Linked DNA regions of Mus musculus: regions 1 and 2 are each linked to region 3. The links are chromatin contacts, called in public Hi-C and HiChIP or PLAC-seq maps. All regions are on one chromosome and are shown on one strand. The core of a region is the stretch at or near the end of the contact, and the rest is flanking DNA. Distances in the headings are between cores, read along the strand shown.

The links. Hi-C and Micro-C count contacts between places; a contact is called where the count stands out from the background. HiChIP or PLAC-seq counts read pairs in DNA pulled down with a chosen protein or histone mark.
Region 1: a contact with region 3 is called in a Hi-C map of rod photoreceptor, with 2.0 times the contacts expected there. The contact joins the promoter of Fam78b here to the promoter of Uck2 in region 3. A contact is called at or near these places in 2 of 484 Hi-C or Micro-C datasets (embryonic stem cells and rod photoreceptor), 1 of 115 datasets of contacts at active chromatin or transcription factors (embryonic stem cells) and 1 of 9 other capture datasets (pancreatic islet).
Region 2: an H3K4me3 HiChIP or PLAC-seq map of bone marrow-derived macrophages shows a contact between it and region 3, with 7 times the contacts expected there. The contact joins the enhancer-like site here to the promoter of Uck2 in region 3. A contact is called at or near these places in 6 of 39 promoter capture datasets (the C10 cell line, the HPC-7 cell line, HPC-7-derived erythroid cells and 3 more), 2 of 484 Hi-C or Micro-C datasets (bone marrow-derived macrophages and myocytes), 8 of 115 datasets of contacts at active chromatin or transcription factors (the 230-238 cell line, VIP interneurons, astrocytes and 5 more) and 3 of 9 other capture datasets (adipose tissue, liver and pancreatic islet).

What each region holds. Positions count from the first base shown.
Region 1 is chr1:166,999,965-167,003,572 of GRCm38.p6, forward strand. Fam78b (family with sequence similarity 78, member B) reads left to right here and starts at 1,453. Exons shown (of 3, transcript NM_175461.4): 1 at 1,453-1,864. The coding sequence starts at 1,602.
Region 2 is chr1:166,785,888-166,789,480 of GRCm38.p6, forward strand. No RefSeq gene overlaps it. Among named protein-coding and RNA genes, the nearest start is that of Gm33404, 67 kb to the right of the region's middle. Within about 2 kb of position 2,249, at least 51 of the 459 cell types and tissues checked have an H3K27ac peak or open chromatin away from gene starts, as enhancers often do. A contact at or near this core is called in bone marrow-derived macrophages, where this site is marked.
Region 3 is chr1:167,283,523-167,287,105 of GRCm38.p6, forward strand. Uck2 (uridine-cytidine kinase 2) reads right to left here and starts at 1,605. Exons shown (of 7, transcript NM_030724.3): 1 at 1,254-1,605. The coding sequence starts at 1,352.

The sequences.
Region 1 (3,608 bases), core at 203-2,702, 280 kb before region 3:
GGCGCCTTGACTTTGTAGAATCAAGTGGTTACTCTTTAATCCTCCTGGGTTCTATAAAGCCCTGAACTTCTGTTTGTATTTAACAGGCCTTAGGTAAGACTGGGAGGGTAGCTAAGCGTTCTAATCTACCTAGATGATTCCACTAAGTACAACTTGTCTAAAGACACAAGACATTCAAAAGGCAGTGTTTCCCAAGGAGCTCCAACAACCCCCCCCCCCAACACACACACACACATACACACTGTGTGTTGTTCTGATAAGAGTATTTTCAGAGATTGTGGAGGGGTGATATGAAAACAGGCCATGAGTAGACTGAGCTGGTGCCTCGACTAACACTGGCATTTGGGGTGATTTTGTGTCAGCCTCCAATGGGATTTCTCAGGTTTCACTCTCAATACTGTGGTGCAAAAAAATAAAATTAAATTAAAAAATAAAGCTTCTACTAGACTAAAGGAAAATGCGGACCAGTGAACGAGGTAGTAAATCTATTTCGTGGCACTGCTGGAGGTCACACCCAACTCTAACAAACTATATCACAACGATACATCTCAGCTGGAGCTGATTCTCCAACATCTCTCCTCCCGCAGCCTCACCGTACCCCACTGTGGTTCCCTCTATACTCTGAACCGCGCCGCGCCCTCCCGGCCCCACCCATCCCAATAAGCAGGGTCCCGCTTCTACACCCCACTATCACCCGCGGGGCGCCACCTACCGGGGTCCCGGCCCCGCCCAACCCCACGTGCCGCGCCCCGCCCGGGAGCTAGCGGCCCTTTAAACACCCCCACCCTTGCACACTACCCCCCCCCCCGGACGGCAGCCGAAGAGGGACAAACTCATGGCGTACAGCCAGTCTCTTCCGCGGAGCTTGTCCCCCGTAGCCCTAGCCCGCTGGGCTCTCCGCCCGGGGCTACGGTCCCCTGGCGCCCCCCACACGCCCCCGCAGCCGGATGCGGGAGTGTGGGCGCTGTCCGGCTCCAGGGCGGGGCGGGAGGGAACACGGACTCCGCCGCCGCCGCCTGCCTCCGCCTGCCGCTCGGGCCGCCCGCTCGCCCGCCGCTGGGTGCGCTGCACGCGGGGGGCAGCCGCGGTGCAGCAGAGGTTCATGCAGCGGCGGCGGCGGCGGCGGCTGCTGCTGCTGCCGCCGCGGAAACAGACAAACCGGGCGCTGCCGCCGCCACCCTCCCGCAGCTCCATGCCGCCGCCGCCGCCTCCTCCTCCTCCTCTCCGGCGAAGGGCGGGGGGCTCCGGCCCGGGGTGGGCACCACTCCTCGCAGCGCCGCTCCCCTCCCTGCCCTCCGCCGGGGCACGGGAGCCGGAGAGAGCGCCCGCCGCCTCCTAGGAGCGCACGCTCCGCGCGCCCTTGCTGGAGCGAGGAGGCGGGCGTGGGCGGGCGTCGGGGCAGCCGCGACCCAGCGCGCGGAAAGGGGAGGGGGCTTCCCCGGAGGATGCCCCGCGGCGGCGGCTCCTCGCTCTTAGGCGCTAGCTGAGCTGGACCGGGAGCGAGCGGCGCGTCGCCATGCCGGCGTGACGGGTGCCCGCGGCTGCCCGCGCCGGGCCCCCGCGCTGCCCCACGCCGCGCCGCGCCGGCGCCGGGCGGCAGGATGGGCTGTATCCAAAGCATCACCTGCAAGGCGCGGATCCGGCGCGAGAACATCGTGGTGTACGATGTGTGCGCCACCATCGACCAGTGCCCCACGCGCATCGAGGAGACCTCGCCCATCGTCCTGCGCTACAAGACCCCTTACTTCAAAGCCTCGGCCCGTGTGGTCATGCCCCCCATCCCCCGCCACGAGACCTGGGTGGTGGGCTGGATCCAGGCATGCAACCAGATGGAGTTCTTCAACACCTACAGCGACCTGGGCATGTAAGCGACCGGCCACGCCACGCGGCGCGGGAGCGGGGTCCTGGCCCCTTTCTCCACTCTCCATTCTGAACCCCCTCCCCAACCCCTCTTACCGTTGCCCCCATCTCTTTCCGAACCTTCCTCCTGCCTCCCCACCCACCTCCCTCCTCCCTGCGCTTTTGTTTCAGTGACAGGGCGGGTGACGGGAGGCTCCTCGCGAAGGCATTTTCTCGTGCTTTGCTTCTGACTTCCTCGGAGAGGCGAGGAGAATAGTGAGGGGCAGGAAGAACGCGACTGGGAGGGTACAAGAGGCAAAGATAGGATGATTGGCGATTGTCGTGGGAGTTTGGGGGCGCAGTCTGTATTTGTGGGTCTCCCTGGGAAGTTTGGGGAGAGGAGTGGAGTCCCGGGGGCGCATGGGCTGTGTCGTGCGTCTTTTGGAGAAAATCAAGCTGGCTTGGAAGAGAAGGTCCAGGGTGTAGGAATGGGAGTTAGAGGTTCTGCCTTTGCTTCCCAGGCCAGCGAGCCTAAGGAGCATCTCTGCCTGGAATCTCCAGCTGGGCAGAAAGCCCCTCTAGCTATGCGCCCTGAGGACCAATTCTGGGGCGGTGGGGAGCTGGAAGGCACCGGATGCTCCCGGGCCAAGAGAAACTGGTGGCCTTGTGCTAGCCTGGTGTAACACGAGGTGTTTCTTAGGCTCAAGGAAAGGATGAGACACTTCATCTGTCTGGGGTCTTTACTTTTCAAAACTTTCCTAATTGCGGCGCTGGAAGGGATTCCCAGGCGCCCACCGCCTATCCAGTCGGCTGGCTGGGAGCTCTCCAACTTCCTTCAGCAGCGCCGGTTAGAGCGCGCTGAGGGTTTGGCAGCTGCGGTGCACCTAGATCGCCAGGGCTCTGCGGCCGCCAGGGGCGGACATCCTGCCCTGGAACCACACTAGCTTTGAGAGGTCGTGTTCTGGACTTTTTTATCTACTAGATTTTCATCTGCCCTCCCGTCCCCTTTCGGAACTAGACTCCGTGTACTTGGCCACTACATTTGGCTAGGAGACTTGGGGCCTGTATTCTACTTACTATTACAATGTCAGTCTAGAACACCCTAATTAGCTTGTAGCCTATAGGGAAACCCCTTTTCTGGAAATTCAACCTCATTTCATTTCTTAATCTAAAACTGTGGCACTCTCAAGGTTTCCTATTTAATATGGATGTGGGATGGGGGAGTTCTCATTTTAAAAGGTCAAAGCATCTTTTCAGCAGCAGTTTTGGGGCTTTTTTTCTTGCACCCCGGGAGCATGTAAGTTAACACTAGTCATAGGTGCTAAGAGGAATTTTGACAGATTGTTTTGTTTCCATTTAACTCCCAGAGTTTGCACTTTGCTTCTTAAGCATAAAAGCTCAGGAGAGAGAGAGAGAGAGAGAGAGAGAGAGAGAGAGAGAGAGAGATGCAAACCCAGCTTTGCAATATGCCTGTGCACACTGTGTTCTTGTCTTTCTGGAAATGAGAGAAATGGGGGACGTATTTTGGGTGAATCATGCCACCTAAAAAGACACACCCCGAAAAAAGTGGTTAGAATTGTGGGCTTGTTTGTTTGTTTGTTGGGGGCTTTTAGAAACTCATTCTTTTCGGCCAAGTAAGAAAGCCTGGCAGGGGAGGGTGTCTGTCTCATGATGGGGCAGTCTGGGGAGGGGGTTTCTTAACCTTGCTGGGCCAGTCACAAAGCCTGAAACCCCTAGGAAAGGAAGCCCCCCCGGGGGGGGCTGGGCAG
Region 2 (3,593 bases), core at 999-3,498, 500 kb before region 3:
GTATGTTCTCAGGAATTGTTTGGCGGCTCTGTTGTAAGCTGTTCGAGGAATTTCCTTATTGATTTCCACAGTGGCTGCAGCAGTCTGTACTCCCCCAGGAGTGAGTATGAGCATGAGTGGGCCTTTCCTACACATGCCTGCTAGCATTCACTTTTTTGTTATTAGCCATTCTTACTTGAGTAAGATGAAACATCAAAGTAATTTTATTTTGCAATTACCCAATGGCTATATATTTTAAACTCTTTTAAAGTACTTTTGGTCATTTGTTTAAGAACTCTCCATTCGGTTCCATGGTCCATTTTTAGTGAAGTTGTTTGTTTCCTTGACATTTAGTTTTTAAAGTTCTTTTATATTCTAAACACTAATTATTTGCCAGAAGTACAGCGGGCAAAGATGGTCTCCCAGTCTCCAGGCTGTTCCTTCACTTGCTTAACAGCCTTCTACTTTCGTAAGCTCTCCTTTGATTGTTCTTACTTCCCTAGTGACTAGCATCCAGTTCAGAAAATCCTAGGCTATGTCTATATCTTTAAGTGTACTCTCTCCTTTACCTGATAGCAGTTTGGGATGGCCTGTTCTAACACTTAGGTCTCTGATCCATTTGGAATTGATTATTGTGCAGAGTGAGAAACAAGAATCAAGTTTCATTTTTCTAAGTGCATACATTCAGTTTTCCCAATACCATTTGTCAGATAGGCTGTCTTCTTTCTAATGTGTATTTTGAGCTTTATCAAAAATCAGGTGGCTATGGTTTATATAGTCTTATATCTGAGTTCTCTATTCTATTCCATTGGCCTGTGTCTCTAAATGTGTGCCTGTCCTGTAATTTTTTTCTTACAGGTATGTCTCTACAATACAACTTAAAGTCAGGTATTATGATACTTCAGCTTTGTTCTTATTGTTCAGGATTGATTTGGCTATCCAAGATCTTTTGTGCTTTTACATGAATTTTTATTATCTTTTTTCTATTTCTGTGATGAATTGAGTTCTCAGTTTGATTTGGATTGTGTTAAATTTGTATATTGCTTTTGATAGGGTGGCCATTTTCACAGTATTAATCCGACCAATCCACAGCATTTTAGGCCTTTCTGTCTTCTAAAGTCATATTCAATTCTTTCTTCAGTATTTTAAACGTTTTTATTGTAAAAGTATTTTACTTCCTCAGGTTAATTACAAGTTATCTTTTATTTTTTAGTTTATTTTGAATAGAATCATTTCCCTGTTTACTTTCTTAGTATATAGTTGGCATTGGTGTATAGGATGCTATGGATTTTGGTATGGCCTATAACCTTCTATTTTGCCGAAAGTGTTAATCAACTCCAGGGGTTTCCTGCAGTAGTCTTTATGCTTTCTTATGTATAGAATCATGTCACTTGACAATGAAGATGATTTAATTTCCTGATGTCCCTTTTATTCCCTTCTCTTGCCTTGTTGCTTTAAGCCCCAGGTACTGTACAAAAAGGAGTAGAGAGAGTGGGCATCCTTATCTTACTTCTGACCTTGGTGAAGATGCTTTGGGTTTTTCTGCATTTGCTATGATATAGGTTTATCACATGGATGTTCTATTGAGTTGAGATATGTCTCCTCTATTCCTAGTCTCTCTGGGACATTAAAAAAAAAAAACCTTTCTACTAATTCTTTAAATTTTTTATGTAATGTATTTTGATCTTACTCATCCGCTACTCCTTCTTCTAACTCCTCCCTGATCCAGGCTCCACCTCCCCCTATTTCCAACTTGTGTCTTCTCTTTTAATAGCTCACCAAATCCAGCTAGTGTTACCCATACATGTACGGGAATGTGGTCATCCATTGGCGCATGGGCAACCTTCCAGAGGTCACGCCCTTACAGAAAGCAGAATCCCCAGAGTGATGTTGGATTTTATCAAATTCTTCTTTACATCTATTAAGACTATGATGTGATTTCTAACCTTGAAACCATTTATGTTATGGGATACATCGAGTGATTTACATATGCTAAGTTAGGGGATGTACATGAGTTCTCTTCGGGCTAAGCAGAGGCTTCAGAAGGATCATGATGTAAGTTATCTTGCTGTTACCCCTACTAAGAGGATTGAGCTATGAGGAAGTAAGCAATTCTAGAAGTCAGAAAGCCAGTTTGCTAGAAATGATCAAACCAGAGGTAGTATTTTATGTTGGAAAGACAAAGAATGGAAAGCACTTCCCCACCCTACTCAAAGCCTGCATCCTCAAATGACTATATTCAGGGGCTGTTAAACAGGAAGCTTTAAGGAACAGTCATCGTGAGTCAGAGGAGAAGTAGCCAAAATGGGGTTCTGACAGCATACTGGAGGAACTGACTTATCCTGAGCTGTGAAGAAGCAAGAGAGGGTATTAGCTATTAGGTATCTTCAGTGTAGCAGGCCTGTATGTCTCAAGAACTAAAATGAGTGACACACTATGGGATTTGTCTGAGATGTCAACAAAGACAAGGAAACAGGGATTCAATGAGCAGAACATGTGATGAGAAAATGTTTAATATTCACATGGAATGAAGTTCAAGCTGTTAGGGAGATATGGAACACTTCAGCAAGGACAGTTTGCCTCTAATTAAGCCTTAATAGGTGTCTGGCTCTAATTGGTTTTGATTCTTTTTAGCATGTACTGAAATTATTCCCCATTCAAAGATGGTCTCAAGGTCTGACTTGCCAATTTGGGAACTAAAGAAAAATTATCTTTAATGTCTTGTTATGGGCATCTTCCAAGTGATATTATCTATTTGCAGAAGCCCACAGGTGAGTCTCTGCCCCTAATTCTCTATTTCTTATGTAGACTCCTACCCATTCATGGTTTTTTTCCATGTCTAGGGTTCATGAGATATTTAGCTTAATTCTCAGCTGCTGAACAATGACGACAACAAAATCATAAAGTATCCTAGATATAGGTCACTTGATAGGGAAACCAATAAGATTCTCACTTTCAATGTTTTCTCCTCTTAAGAGCTGTCCTTTCAATTTTATATTTACCCATAACCCTTTAGGAGAGACAGCATGCCATAATGAGAAAACAAACTGCCCAGAATCTGGGAAGCCATACAGAACAAGATCTGAAGGTTCACTGTACAATCTATGTTTCAGGTTCCAGGGCCACAACAGGCAATCTCCAGGCTACAGGTCCAAGTGGGGCCCACCACCCCTTCCTGATGGTGTATTCATAATAGGAGAGAAACTCAGGCAGAAACCAAAGTGGGAAGACTAGGAGAGGAAATTAAAATCCTTTAGTTGTTGTGTATTAAGTCGTTGCAGCACTCAAAGGCAGCCATTCAAATCATTCAGAAAGTCCTGAATAAATGTTTCAGTAATGAGACATGCAGAAGGGAGCTTGTCACCCTGTGATAGTCTCCCTGCAAAGAGTTTGATTTAAGGTTGGTATCAAAGCATGAACCATGCTAAAATACAATTACAAAAGAAACAGGAATTTCATTAGTGGGTTGCAAGGAACAGCTTGGGAGACTGGAGAGAGCTGATAGGTAAAGGCAGGATGAAAGAGGAGAGAAAGAGGCAATATCCATGGAGACAGAGTCCACTGGTCCTTCTGCTGCCACACTGGACAGAAGGGTGGAGAAGCTGACTTCAGGG
Region 3 (3,583 bases), core at 355-2,854:
TTTAGCTCGTTAACAGGCAAAAGGCGGGGGGGGGGGGGACCCTAAGTTCCGATACCTAAACAGCATTTCAGAATCCTAGCCATGGAAGCTAAACTAGAGGCGAAATTCATCAATACTGGAGTCTGCGGCACACAACGCCGAATCTGGGCTGCTGAGCTAAAGTACTCCAGACCTGGAGGGAAAATACGTAAAAATCAAAATGGAGGAGGGGCCAAGGAGAAATGGGCTGGAAGCTAAAACCTCGTGGCGCGTGGCGCGCGTCTCATGGCGCCATCCAGCCTTCCTGCTCCACGCTGCCCAGCCTTGGGGACTCACCATCCGGCCTCACCAGCGGCCGCACGCGGCGCCCAGCTCCCTCGGGCGCCCCTCATGGAGCCCGAGCGCCCACTGAACTTGGCGGCTGTTAAACGGCAGGCGAACAAGCAGCCACATCCTAAAAGGGAGCGAGGGGGAGTAAAGAAAGAACCATCTGGGAGGGCTCCACCCTTCTCCACCTGCAGTAAAGACCCGAGGTTAAGTCAAGTCGCCCCTCGCTGCCGTGCAGGAGAAAATACAAAGGAAAGAGGTTCCTCGCAAAGTCAGACTCGGTAACCCCTTCCCTGCGATCCAAGGAGCGAGCGACCCGGACACCGAAGAGCATGGAGCCTGTACAACTTTCTCACTGAGACTGATGCGGTTTTCTCTTCTAAGCATAAAAGACAGCAGCCCCTGCTGTCATCCCATCCGTGACTGTGCCCATCGAGCTTCGGCTCTCCCGGAAAGCCCTGCAACCCCCAGGTGGGCTCCCGGCAGCGGGCGCGCCACCTCGCGCATCCCGGCCAGCCTCGCAGCCCACAGGCTTGGGCCGGGGCCAGGGCCAAGCCGGGCGGAGGAGCGTACCGGGGCTCCGAGGGAAGCCCCGAAAGCCGGGTCCTTACACCCGACTTGCAAAACAATAAGCATCCGCTTTCCGCCCCTCCCCCACAAGACCCTGACCACGAGTCACAGCCGCCGCCGGGAACCAGCGAGGGAGCGCACCATCCCTGCGGGGGACTTGTAGGAGGAACCCGCATCCTGGACCCTCGGTCGCCCGGGTCCCCCCGCTGGTCCCCAACGCCGCGCACCGAGCCTGCGCGGGGTCTGGCGGCGCCGGAGCGCGGCGGCCCGGAACGAGGATCCCGCGGGCCACGCGGTGGCAGGCTGCAACTGACACGGCCCGCGGGCGCCGGCCACATGCGCCGCCCGCCGTGCGAGCAGGGCGCGCGGACTCTTACCTTCCCGCTGGCCGTGCCCCCGCTCACGCCGATCAGGAAGGGCTCGCCGCCGTTGGGCTGCTGGTGGTTCTGCAGGGTCTGCTCGCTGTCCCCGGCCATGACTCGCGCCGCCCCTCCTCTCGCAGCCTGTGCGAACCGACGCACGCTCCCCGCCCGCGACCGGGCTCGCTCGGCTCCTCGCAGGAGCAGCTGGTCGCTGCTGAGGTCGAGGCTGGGCCGGCCGCGGCTGGAGCCCGGGCGCGGGGGAGGCCGAGGTGGCTTTCCCGGAGGTGCCGAGAGCTCTCCTGTGCCCGTGGCGGCCCGTGGGGTTTACATCCCAGGCAGAGGTCAGCGTGATGAGGCTGCTCCAATCCGGGCGGGCTGCGCGCTGCTATTCGCCAGGAGTCTGGCCCCAGCCTCCGCCCCGCCCGGGCCCCGCCGCCGCCCGAGGTCTCTGGGAAAGGTGTGAGCGCCACTCCCCTCCCCACCCGCCGGATTAACCCTTTCTGGGACGGAGCGGGGGGTGGGGTGGAGGGGTGAAGAAACCGGCTAGGTCAGCGTCTTAATGCGCCACTCTGCGTCCTATTTCAAAAGAGATCAAAAGCTAGAAGAGACTGCCAGAGCAGAGCAGAGACTGGAGGTTTGAGACGCAAAACTGGAAAAGGCTGGGAATATGAAGATGGAGAATTAATGCCTAGACCCTTCATCCTCACTGAAACTTGTGTTTTCAGAGACTCCCTTCCCACCCTCCGTGTGCCAAAATAGTGTGTCACCCGCTCGGCTTAAGAGAGTTCCTGTCTTGGAAACCCCCAAGTGCCATTTTCCTTAGCAGGTCTGTCCTCATGTGACTCCCTAAAAGAAGGGTGACTCGGGGACGGTTACTCCTCCCTGAAAAACCAGTGCCCTTCCACACCATCCTAGCTCCGCAGTACTGACATTCCCGTGGAGCTAGGGTTAATGAAAATAGAAACATAACAATGCCATTTCCATTCATTGATGACTTTAACTGACCTAGTTTATTAGAGGCAGGCAATTTGTCACTTAGTTAGGAAAACAGTACCAAATGGAGACTAAAAAGGAGTCTTCACCGCGGGAGCCAGATGTCTTCATTCACATCAAGTTCCATAAGCAAGGCCAATGTGCCTCAGTGCTCTATTAAATGAAAATAAAAATGATACACGCTAGGATTTTTGATGGGCTAAAATGAATTATCATAGGTAAAGTTTTTAGAACAATGCCTGAATATCACTGTAGAGTATTGGGGCTTGAAAAGACTCCTAAAGGAACCAGAAAGGGCAGTTTTGCTGGGCACACCTGAAAGGTAGTACTAGAATCTCCGCTTCTCTGAACTCTGAACCTCTTTTTTTTTGGGGGGGGGTTCGAGACAGAGTTTCTTTATATAGCCCTGGCTGTCCTAGAACCAGAAACCTGTAGACCAGGCTAGCCTTGAACTCAGAAATCCACCTGCCTCTGCACACCTTTAATCCCAGCACTTGGGAGGCAGAGGCAGGCAGATTTCTGAGTTCGAGGCCAGCCTGGTCTACAAAGTGAGTTCCAGGACAGCCAGGGCTATACAGAGAAACCCTGTCTCGAAAAATCAAAAACAATAACAACAACAACAACAACAATAACAACAACAACAACAAAAACACTGGCTGCTTGTCCAGAGGTATGTGGGTCCAATTCCCGTCACTCACTTGGCAGCTTCAGGGGATCTGATGCCCACTTCTTGGCCCTGCTTCCACCAGGAACACTGGTGCACAGATATACATGCAGGCAAAACGCCTATATACATAAAACAGGGTTTTGTTTGGGTTTTTTTGTTTGTTTTGTTTTTGTTTCTTTTCCAAGACAGGGTTTCTCTGTATCCTGAAACTCTATAAACCAGGCTGGTCTCAAACTCACAGAGATCCTCCTGCCTCTGCCTCCTGAGAGAGTCCTGGGAGTAAAGGTATGTGCAGCCACCACTGTGCTACAATTTTTAAGTTTAAAAAGAAATAAAAAATTTTAAGTCTAACACACTTTCTTGTTTTTGAAAACATCGTTAAAGAGTAACGAATCAGTCCAACGTGATATAGTGCATCTTCTCTCTTACTGACTTCAAAAAACAAAAAGGAAATAAGAAACTTCCAATTCTTTAGTGGAAAAACACCAAGGATTTAGCTGGGTATTGTTGGCAGATGCCTTTAACCCCAACACTTAGGAAGCCGAGGCAGGCAAATCTCTGAGTTCCAGGACAGTCAAGGCTGCACAGAGAAATCTTGGGACTTGGGGGGAGAAGACAGCACTCTTTGTTTTGTTCTTTTGAGATAGGATCTTATGTAACCCAGGCTGACCCTGTTACTCCCTAA